Linked DNA regions of Mus musculus: regions 2, 3 and 4 are each linked to region 1. Evidence: chromatin contacts called from public HiChIP or PLAC-seq and Micro-C data. All regions are on one chromosome and are shown on one strand. The core of a region is the stretch at or near the end of the contact, and the rest is flanking DNA. Distances in the headings are between cores, read along the strand shown. Region 1 overlaps Gm31135 (a long non-coding RNA gene). Region 2 has its middle 190 kb from the start of Gm31401. Region 3 has its middle 29 kb from the start of Gm31463. Region 4 has its middle 180 kb from the start of Gm31135.

The links. HiChIP or PLAC-seq counts read pairs in DNA pulled down with a chosen protein or histone mark. A called contact is a pair of places that touch in the nucleus more often than the background predicts.
Region 2: a contact with region 1 is called in a Micro-C map of muscle stem cells, with 11 times the contacts expected there. The contact joins two enhancer-like sites. A contact is called at or near these places in 1 of 15 datasets of contacts at CTCF or cohesin (the NIH/3T3 cell line), 7 of 484 Hi-C or Micro-C datasets (the C2C12 cell line, embryonic fibroblasts, liver and 2 more) and 1 of 115 datasets of contacts at active chromatin or transcription factors (pancreatic cancer cells).
Region 3: a contact with region 1 is called in a FOXA1 HiChIP or PLAC-seq map of pancreatic cancer cells. The contact joins two enhancer-like sites. A contact is called at or near these places in 6 of 484 Hi-C or Micro-C datasets (the C2C12 cell line, adipose-derived mesenchymal stem cells, embryonic fibroblasts and 2 more) and 1 of 115 datasets of contacts at active chromatin or transcription factors (pancreatic cancer cells).
Region 4: a CTCF HiChIP or PLAC-seq map of the NIH/3T3 cell line shows a contact between it and region 1, with 12 read pairs. The contact joins two enhancer-like sites. A contact is called at or near these places in 1 of 15 datasets of contacts at CTCF or cohesin (the NIH/3T3 cell line) and 2 of 484 Hi-C or Micro-C datasets (muscle stem cells and uterus).

The regions. Positions count from the first base shown.
Region 1 is chr8:8,452,798-8,455,429 of GRCm38.p6, forward strand. The region is part of intron 1 of Gm31135 (a long non-coding RNA gene); the gene reads right to left. It also overlaps the pseudogene Gm2448. Among named protein-coding and RNA genes, the nearest start is that of Gm31135, 31 kb to the right of the region's middle. Within about 2 kb of position 1,339, at least 29 of the 459 cell types and tissues checked have an H3K27ac peak or open chromatin away from gene starts, as enhancers often do. A contact at or near this core is called in the C2C12 cell line, the NIH/3T3 cell line, adipose-derived mesenchymal stem cells and 3 more, where this site is marked.
Region 2 is chr8:8,273,099-8,275,730 of GRCm38.p6, forward strand. No RefSeq gene overlaps it. Among named protein-coding and RNA genes, the nearest start is that of Gm31401, 190 kb to the left of the region's middle. Within about 2 kb of position 1,338, at least 52 of the 459 cell types and tissues checked have an H3K27ac peak or open chromatin away from gene starts, as enhancers often do. A contact at or near this core is called in the C2C12 cell line, the NIH/3T3 cell line, embryonic fibroblasts and 2 more, where this site is marked.
Region 3 is chr8:8,604,496-8,607,127 of GRCm38.p6, forward strand. No RefSeq gene overlaps it. Among named protein-coding and RNA genes, the nearest start is that of Gm31463, 29 kb to the left of the region's middle. Within about 2 kb of position 1,331, at least 53 of the 459 cell types and tissues checked have an H3K27ac peak or open chromatin away from gene starts, as enhancers often do. A contact at or near this core is called in the C2C12 cell line, adipose-derived mesenchymal stem cells and pancreatic cancer cells, where this site is marked.
Region 4 is chr8:8,298,821-8,301,452 of GRCm38.p6, forward strand. No RefSeq gene overlaps it. Among named protein-coding and RNA genes, the nearest start is that of Gm31135, 180 kb to the right of the region's middle. Within about 2 kb of position 1,286, at least 40 of the 459 cell types and tissues checked have an H3K27ac peak or open chromatin away from gene starts, as enhancers often do. A contact at or near this core is called in the NIH/3T3 cell line and muscle stem cells, where this site is marked.

The DNA of each region.
Region 1 (2,632 bases), core at 89-2,588:
ATGCTGGAATCTGATGACATCTGGACTTGCCTGTGTTTTCTCGAAGAGTGTTTCAATCGGATGTTAGGAAAGGCACTCTTGCTTGATCAGCTAGTCATTCAAGACTAAATACCATCAGTCTAACTGTTATCCCATGTTAGAAAGTGCATGGCCTCAGATATTCATATTTAATCATTTGAGATTTCAGTAGATTCCTTATTTTGAGTAGAAAATTATCCTCAACCCCCACTTATTGATTTTTGTTTTACCTACAGAGACTTGATGCTGGGGCTGGAGAGGTGGCTTGGTGGTTAACAGATCTGGCCGCTCTTCCAGAGGGCCTGGCTTTGATTCCCAGAACCTACATGGCACCACAAAACCATCTGTAACGCCAGTTATCGGGGATCTGAGACCCTCTTCTGGACTTTGTTCTACAGACTTACATGGGGGGGGGAACACCCATACACATAAATTTTAAAAGGAAAAACTTTTGATAAAGGCAGAAGCCCTTGAGGTTTCTATAAGTCTAGAATTCCAGGAGATCCAAGGAGCAGAATCGAAATAAAATGCACGTGTTCTTATTCTGCAGTTTGCCTTTGTAAGTACTTCTTCAACCACCCCACTGTCCTGCACACATATGACGAGGCCAGCTCACCCCGTCCACGCGTGCTAATGCCCCTGGCCCCCTGCAATCAGCTCCTCTTCCATGTCACATCTTTCTTTCTATTTGTGATTCCCTGAGTTTAATTATTGATTTTACAGGAACGTGGGTAAAGGGTTGACAAGAAAAGGGCTACACCACTGTAGAAAATGGCTCTCCTCCCCTCAACATTAACTACATTTATAGCCTCGGGGTGAGATTGTGCCTTATGATCCCTTCCTCTCCTCCAGGACAGGATATTGATGACCCTAATCTTATACATCCTGGTAACTCCAGATGCTGAGGAGTCAGGAGTGCAGTGGCCATGCCCTGCCCAGGGGACAGTGTTCCACAGCACTCCATCCCTTCCATCCATCCTATACTCCTGACACAATGTTCCCTGGAAGGAATGACATAGACATCCATTTAGGGCTCAGCTTTCAACAGTCAGTCATTCTCAGTCCTTTGACCAGCTAGGAATCTCTGTCTGCTGCAAAAATAAGCCTCTGGGACCAAAGCTGACAGCAACCCTGGTCTACAGGCATAAACAAAAACTATTTGGAAAGCAGTTTGACCGACACATCATGTCTAGTAAAAACAACTGTAGCCTCAGCGCTCTTGTCTCTGACCATGGACTTTCGACCAGGTTTACATACTGGATTTGCATTCTTTCCTGTGGTTCTGGCCACAAATCCAAGCAGAAAGCAGTTGGCTGTGCCAGTAACAGATGCAGGTTCTCAATGGTGTGAGTCATTTGCTTGCACCACACGTACATTCATCTGAGAGTCAACATACTTGGTTGACTTTAATAATATAATGATAAAACTATGATCTCACCAACAATGCAAAACCATCTCAAAGAAAATTCTAAGAAATTCAAGAGATTTCAGGACCGTTACTCACAAGTTTGGTTGCTTCGGTATAGATGATGTTTTAGATAAAGCTAAGAAGTATGTTTCATTTACCCTCAGAAATCAGGGACTAAGTAGTAAGGCATTCAGTGGGAGCTCACCAGCTATCAAAATGTCTCCAGTAAGAACTGATACTTCTACCAAAAGAGACACAAAGTAAGGAAGGAACATGCTGGAAGGGGGCATCTGGAAGGAATTGAAAGAGAAGAGTAGGTATAATGTTTTAAATGTACACATATTTTTAAGTTATCAAATAGTGACTTGAAATGCAAAAAAAAAAAAAAAAAGGAATTTCTACATTAGCAGCTGTCCACCTGTACAAGTCTCAGCCAATACAACAGAAGTAAAACGTTCAGAGTACCATGGATACCACAAGCAGGGTTGGAGTCACTCTCTGTCCATCTATGGGCTTCTTTGAACTTCTAAAAGGTTTCCAGCTATGCTTCTGTTCTGACTGGAGAAGTGACAGATACATAGCACGCAGGTTTTGGAAGGACTTCTGAAAGCAGCTGAACTTGTCTTGGTCATAGGGTCTATGACATCCAATCGGCTGGGCAGACTTCTCCATGGGTCTCCCCTGGCTGAAGTACCTCCACAAGAGGAGGCTCTCTCCTCGTTACACTGGGCCACTGGTACGCGGATGCACAGTGTGGCCATTGAGCTCACTTATAAAGAGGCTTCTGAGCGCAGTCCCAGGATTCCCCAACAGCACACACCACAATCCCGGGATATTTGCTCAGCTAAATCCAAGCAGAGTTCTATATTCATTGGCCCAACTGTCATTCTTCCTCGACATATTGATTCAGGTGAGGTGGCATCCATCAACATCATAACCATTTCACAGTTCACTACTTAAGATTTGTTTGCTTTGTCAGTAGAAAGAATGATCTTTCTGGGGCACACCCACAAAGTCACTGCAGCTCAGCTCTTTGACCTCTCCTCTAACAATGGCTGTTCCCTGAAAATAAGACAGGTGCTAGGGAACAGCAGAAGCACCGAGTGAGACACTGGTGCTAAAGGCAAATTTTGCTTGAGCAGAAACATACCACAGGATGGCTGCCAAGCATGTTCTAGAACCAAGAAGTCTGAAGACTACAGATGC
Region 2 (2,632 bases), core at 88-2,587, 180 kb before region 1:
TTCATCCCCTGATTTATCCATCTACTCTCATGTACTCCTAGACTTGTATAACCCTTGATATAAGTGTGCTGTTTTTAGGTTTTTTGAAGGTCATCTATAAAAACACGTGCCAGCCTCTGGCTTCCAGTGTAGGTCATGTCAGGAAAGAAATACAGTTTCCAGGAGCAGATGAAGCCCCAGAGACAATCAACTGACTATTCTGTGTGAACAAGCAGGGAGACAATAGACACTGAAGAATGAAACAAACAAATCTTCCTGCCACAATCATCTTCCTTTTTCTGAAAGGCAATCACCAGGTTGGTACCATTTCTTTCCAGGGGGTGTGATCTCTTCTTTTTGCTGGATTGGTCCTTGAGCTTATAGATCAATAACAATATGTTCCTTTTTCCTGGCCCAACCTTCCAACACAGACATGCAGATCCCTTGCAGCAGGCATCACCCTTTTACAAGTTGTATAATTCTATAGATCAGCTCTCAACAGATGTAACACTTCTGCCCTGAACACCGGAAAGGATGGAGCTCTAAACAAAAGTGTGCTATAGCCTGAATCCTCAGGTAAGCCTACATTTCCTGTTCCTTGGCAAGAATTAATATCTGGTAAGTTGCAAGCCCTCAGAGTAGTCTCTACTTTTGTTTGTACAAACCAAGAAATAATTATGAGGGGTCTCATGTCTAAGTGGTAACTGGCTGTCACAGAGCAGGAACACAGACAAGACTACCACATTACCTAAAGGGGTGTTGCATTAGCTACTGTCCCATCACTGTGACCACAATGCTGATAGAAACAATATGAAAGAATAATAGTTTGCCTTGGTTAAAACAGCTCATCATAGAGAGGGAAGGGAGGGTATAACCTGCAAAGGCACGCCCTGTGACCACATCTACCAGCTATGTCCTACCTCCAGATGGCTTCACAGCCTTCAAAAATAACCCTATGTGGTGGGTAGCCAGCATCTGAAGAATGACTCTTGGAAGCACATTTCAGGTTCAAATCATCTAAAGGACAAAAGAGTTTCTGAAAGTAGAGCTCGCCAACATTGACATGCAAACTCATCATATTAAAACCATCCTTTGCCTTCAAGGAATACAACACCTCCACTGTATGAAAGACCTCCAGAGGAGATATCACTGTCTCCATCAAGACGGGTTTCAGTATTTAACATTCCTTACCATTAGCCAGCTTTTAAATCTAACTGAAATCCTGCTTCCTGCTGTTCAAGTTGGGAAATATCCTTCTCTGAAGGAATTTAAAATTAGAAAGTTACTCATCAGGCCAGGTATCAGTGCCAGCAATTATCTACATACGGAAATATTTGAGGTCTGGCACTTTCAAAAGCTTGATCCCATTATTCACACATTCTGCAGCCAGAGACCAAGACACAAGATATTCTTGTGACCTACTTGGGAAGCCATCTGGCTCTCAGATCCAACTGTGAGATTTTTTGATCCAGCCTTCACACCAGTGGTAGCACTGCCAGCAGGACTCAGAGGGACAGCGTCTGTTTCCAGTATAGTTTATGTCTGCCATGACTCTGTGAGCCCCTCAGTATGGCAGTAAGATGAAACGGATATAGGCAGACTCCTAAAGTGCATCAAAGTATTGGCCTAGATGCCTGGATACCTAGATGGTGATTGCCAACATTTGCCAGAATTTCTCCAGCCTGAGGAAACCTTTAACATCACAGGCCATCTTAGCTTTCTGTTCATCTAAATGACCCTTGCGAAGACTGTCATTCTGTCTACCTTAAAAACCCATGGTAAAAATCAGATTTGCTTTAAAGGTGTCTATTTTTCTTGATGAGAATCTCCTTATAAGGTGTTCTCCCCATTCCAAAAGGCCTACTATTTTCAAGCCTGAAAGGCAGTGTTGCTCAACAGTCATATAGCTGAATTGATAACACTTTCATAATGTCTGGTTCCACACCCTGAATGACAAGACAGTTCTGTATAAATCCTTTTAAAGGGGAATCTTCACAGACTTCCATGCAGCCCTGCAAAGCAGCAAATTTGACAAATCCTTTCAGAAGGTGCTACATACCATCAACATGTGAATCATCTTTAAATCATTTCCTTAACAATAGCTGCATTTTGAATGGTACAAATTACTTGGCTGGAGGAGACTCGGAGGGTGCCAGCACTCTGATAAACTCACCACTCAGATGAAGTCAGCACACTGTCACTTCCTATATGCTCAGTGGGGGAGAGAGGCCAGGCCTCAAATGCTCACACATATCTCTTATGAAAAATCACAAGTCTAAATTGACAGGACTGCTTAGGAAGCAAACTTTCCCACTGCAAAGGGAGCTGTGTGTTTCCTCAGAGAAGCTGAAACACTCACCCCTACACTTCAGTGTTCCTCATATACATCTTCATCTTCATCATCACCACCACTACCACCACCATCATCATCTAGCAACAGTGATCCCCATCTTCCCCATGAAGGGCCAAGAATGTCCAGCTCCATAGACCTCCCCCCAACCACATATATAGTGACAGTAAAGATTTTGACATGAGATAAACACGCCCAAATCATCCACTTGGATACCAATAAATCCCAAACATCCTCATAAGAAAGAAGAAGGTCAAAGCAGAGGTTTGACAAGGTTGCAGTGATGAGGCTGATGAAAAGAAG
Region 3 (2,632 bases), core at 81-2,580, 150 kb after region 1:
CAAGCTAAAAGCCATCCTTAGGTCCTAGGTTAGCATAAAAAACGTCACCAAATGGAGGTAACAGTATGTTTTCTACTGCTATGTGACATTTGATAACCTGGCTGGGGATGAGATTCGTACAGCTTCTCTGAGATCATTATGAAATAAATGTAATGAATTACTTAAAACACAGACACATGGTGAAATGAAAATCTACACAAAGTATCAGATTATACCACTCGTACATATAACAATGTTTCATGGAGCTTTGGTTTCAGTTGCATGGTGTGTCTGTGTGTGTGTGTGTGTGTGTGTGTGTGTGTGTGTGTGTGTGTGTGTGTGTGTGTGTGCTAGCAAGAATGCACAATATAACACCATAACACATAATTGGGCTGTAATCGTAAGAATTTTGTAAACACCTCCCCACCCCAACTGGGCCGGATTGCACGGCTTTGGGCTTGAGTGAAGTGACCCTGACCCCACCTGAGAATGAGGAACTGGCCCCTTAACCTTATCTAGAATTCATCTTATCACTTGGCTTTTGAGCACAATGACAGTCCTTAGTCAGGCTCCCTCGTGGTGCAATGTTATCTTCCTGGCCAGACTAAAGCACAGACAAGGAAAAATGGAGCCCTCACCTCATTGTCAACAGGAAGGAGGAAGGCAGCAGGCCTCCTTGTTCTCCAGCTCAGGTACCCCTCCTAGAAGGATCCACAGGCATCTGGCCTGGAGTGACTTACAGTAGCCCAGCCAGGAGGGACATGCTGGTGAATACAGACCCTTCTTCCTCCTCTCTCTGGTTAGAACTCAGACACCTAGAGGGCTGACCACCTCCTGATCTTTGTGTCCTTTATGACCAGTTGCAGATTAATAAATGTTTGTGACATTTGAGGGAAACTGTTTTGGTGGCTACAAACATTTTCACCTGAATTGTATTTTACATAAATGTATTTGGACTGATGCATAAACTCATCAAAACTGAATGTTTATGAGGCAACAGGGACATTTAGACATTTAGATACAGGCATATATTGTATATTGTTAACAGGAAACATACTGGGGATATTTTGAATAAAACATAGTTTGAACAGAAACAAAAAACGAAATTCTGTAACAGTTTTTTCATAGAAATGTACAAGCAGTTGATACATACAGACTTTAAGACCCGGTGAACACAGACTCAGTCCTCGGGGAGAGACCTGCTAGTCAAGCTTCCTCTCAGTCTAAGGTTACAATGTGACCCTGATACTTTCTCTGGATCCAGAAACTTCTCAGGCTGTGCTGGACCCAGCAGATGCTTGACCGATCTCCAGCCCCAACCCTCTGTGCAAATAGTTTTATGACTGTGTGGTTTTGTTACCTATTTATCATACAGTTTGGAATCATGAATCATTGGCAAAAAATGTTCAAGGAAACGTCCCAGTGTTGTGAAGCTGGGAGATACAAGTTTCACTCTTGACTACTTAGAGTTCTTTCTGAAATCAAATTGCTGATGTGACAGAACAGTCCCTGTGGACAATTCCCTTCTCTTTACTGTATCACTCACCCTCACCAAAGCTCTGCTTTTCATCTTGCCTTCACATGAATAACTACCCTCATTTAGTCAACCAGTGCTCTTGTGAGTGCTGGGTGCCCCATGGCACATCCACAGCACAGTTACTCTTGACTTCTATCTCAGTAAGCAGAAACTACCACCAACCCCACTTTGCACAGAAAATATTTAGGCTCCATAGTTTGGGAGAAAGTCCAAGGTCATGGAGCGGGAGAGTCAGGTCAGAAATGCAAATCAAAAAGTGTTTAATCTGAGGCCCTCACCTCTGAGCTATCTGACTGTCTGAGCTCCAGGATCACCCAGAAGTCCAAAATAAAGACACTGCCTGTCTGCCCCACTTCAGAGCAGACTGTCCCCAGCCTCACACATGGGCTTCTGTATTTTTACATGGCATGGTTGTCACTGCTTTATTCTGCCCAGGGGGTCATTGTTAGAAGAGAATGGTGCTCTCATTTCCCCAAACAGGACAAACTGTGTCCACTCGCGTCAATGAGAGAATGGACACATGCTATGGATTTTACTTCACTTTATTTCATTTGTGGTCCTGGAGCTCGAACCTAGGGCCTTGTGTGCACCCTAGAAAATGGCTCTAGCCCTGATCTCTATACCTCCGACCCTACCTAACTCTTCAAGGAGGGAACTAGTTAAAAGCAACAACCAGTTTAAAGGAAGATACAACCAGATATATGCCTGTAATCCTTGTACTGAGGAGGCTGAAGCAGAAGGATTGCCATGATTTGAGGTCAGCCTGGACTTCATTTCCAGACACTGTCGAAAGAAAGAAAGAAAGAAAGAAAGAAAGAAAGAAAGAAAGAAAGAAAGAAAGAAAGAAAGAAAGAAAGAAAGAAAGAAAGAGAGGAGTGGGATGGGGAGGGAGAAAGAAAGGAAGAGAGGAGGGCCCTGGCAGACTGTCATACTAGGCATATGGAAATGAAAGTGGGAACACCCAGCTTTATCCACAGTGGGTGCTAAGTCCACTGAATGCTCACTGCTATCTTCTGATTTTGCTTTCAATGGTTTATAGGTTTTAGAGTTCTCAAAAAAAAAAAAAAAAAGTCATAGAATACGTGAGTCATATTAACCTGGAAGATTTTGGGCTTG
Region 4 (2,632 bases), core at 36-2,535, 150 kb before region 1:
CACTCAAACACATACACACATGCACAAACACCCACAAAGATACAAAGACACACATAGTCAAGTACATTGTGTGGTTCAAACAGGCTGAGCAGCTTGCCACGTGGCCTTTGCATGGTACTTTCTTCTAACTTCTAACTGAAGCTAGCACAAGGTCTCTGGGAGGCAGAAGGGAAGTGATGTTCTTGAATGGTACATGCTCTTCCTAGTACCTTGCTATTGGACACAATTCAGCAGCCATGGCTGTGTTCCAATAAAAATTGATACTAACATTTGAGCTTCACAAAGTTTACAAAACTAACAAAGTCCTATTTTCCTGTTCTGTCTACCATTTAAATGCAAAGAAGAAGAAGAAGAAGAAGAAGAAGAAGAAGAAGAAGAAGAAGAAGAAGAAGAAGAAGAAGAAGAAGAAGAAGAAAACAGTACTTTAGCTCTTAGATCACATAATACAGGCAAAGACAATGGGCAGATTTAACTGCCAGGCTGCAAGCTGCTCACTCTGTTCTTTATGCTGGTTCTGAATGCCCTCTGTGCTTACGCAAGCGTACTATGGGCATGCAAATCCATCTCAATCATGCAGTCTTTCCCAGAATTCTGAGTAACTTTCGATATCCACACTCCCCACCCCACAGCCAGGAACTGTCTTTTGTAGCCTCATATGGCAGATTTGCATGGCAGCTTTGCATGGCTTTTTCTGGGAAGGCATAGACAAGCATATTATCTGCTGTGAAGAAATTATTCCGGCTAAGTTCAACCTGATAAGCCAGTGAGTTCGTCAGGCTTACTTACAGGAGCATGGGTGAATAGCTTCTTACGGGTTTGCGAGTGACTCAAAAACATAGAGATCACCAGGAAGCACCACCCCATTTTTCTAATGATGCCCTCACTTAACCTCCTAACTCCTATGTCTTCCAGTCCCTCCCAAGGTCACATGCACCTGGAGGAAAGGTGGAATCCCAGGCAAGGAGCCTGTGTCCCCCTAGTAGAGGGTTCATTGCCCCTTCACCATTACCATAGCACCTTGATATTGCTGCTTCCAATGCTTGTTTCATAGTCAGGACTATGCCCACAGCAGCTGGCAGTCATGTCAGACCACTGAAGATTGCTTTACACTAACAGCTATCAAGGCCTCACCATCCATCCCATGAACAACTAATAATAATGTGAAGTGGGAGGGGATTCATCTTTATTTCATTCTCGTTTGCTAATGTTCTTATGAGTCACTGTGATGCAGACAGAGGATATTAGAAGGACTTGGAGACGGTCTGCCTGGGAACCAGAGCCCTGAACATGTGGACTCCCAGGTTCTCTGTCAGGGATAATTGCTAATATAATCTGGATCAGGGTGTGGCTCACAAGATTCATCCCACAAACATTCCAGGCTGGCTATGCATCAAGATTCCAGCTGGGAACAGGACAAAGATCCTCATCCCCCAAGGACATTACATCCTAGCCAGGAAGACAACTTTCAGAACTGGTCTGATGAGAAAGTGAAATGAAACACTGTAAAAGGCCTGAGTGGAGGAAGCCAGGACAAGGGGAAGAAAAAGGCAGGAGGGGAAGGAGGGATGAGGAGGTCTTTGAGGAACACACCCAAGTCACAACCCTCCTGCTGTTTCTTGGATCTTCATGTTTTCCCTTTAAAGAGGAGATGAGTTACTTAGCTCCTGAGACTCTTCTCTTAGGCCTCGTCCCTCCCTCACTCAGTTTCTGAGCCCCTAAAGGAACAGATGTTATTTTGAAACACTGCCTTGACTCCACATGCCTTTAAGACTTCATTCATTCAATAAATACGTATGAAACATCTTTTATGTGCCTGCTCGATTCCAGGCATCTGGGATGCATCAGAAGAAAGTAGAGTTAATGACACATTAGACAATTGTGAAAGCAAAAGACCACAATGGAGAATACGGGTTTGAATGTGTGTGTGTGTGTGTGTGTGTGTGTGTGTGTGTGTGTGTGTGTGTGTGTGTTAAAAAGTGATTTAGGATAGGGCTTAAGTTAAAGAGGACTTTGAGCAAAGGCTGGGCAGAGCTGGATTCAGCCTTTGTGGTATTTTCAGAGCTGTAGAACAATTAATGGAGTCAGAGGGGGAATTATTTCCACTCCAAGGCAAATATTGTCAAAGCATTTTTGATGGGAATGTGACCTGGGCTAATGTGAACAGTCAGATCATTGCAGGTCTTGAACAACCCCAGGCCCAGTGTGGCTTTGTTTCTCATTCTAATGGAGAGCTGATAAGTGGTATGCCATGTTCCCACCACATTTGGAAGGCATGTTTCGGCCATGTTATTGAGACTAGATGATGAGAATTAAGATAGAGTCAGGAAGATCAATGAGGAGTCCTCATTTCATGATCCAAGTGCCTGAGATGAGGCAGCCTGCAGGGTGTACATCCACTGGATAAGCAGAAGGTGAGTTTGCTGAGAGTGAACCAACTCTTAAATACAAACACTGTAGGCAACTGAATTTACAGGTCTAATTCCAAAGATAGGTTTGAGCTGAAATATAAATGTTAGCATCTTTGCTTGTAAACAGCAAATGCGGCCAGTAGATGGGCAAGGTCAGCAAGAGATAAATGAGGACAAGAGAAAGTGCCGGGGGACAGTCCTGAGCTGCTGAGAGTGAAAGATTT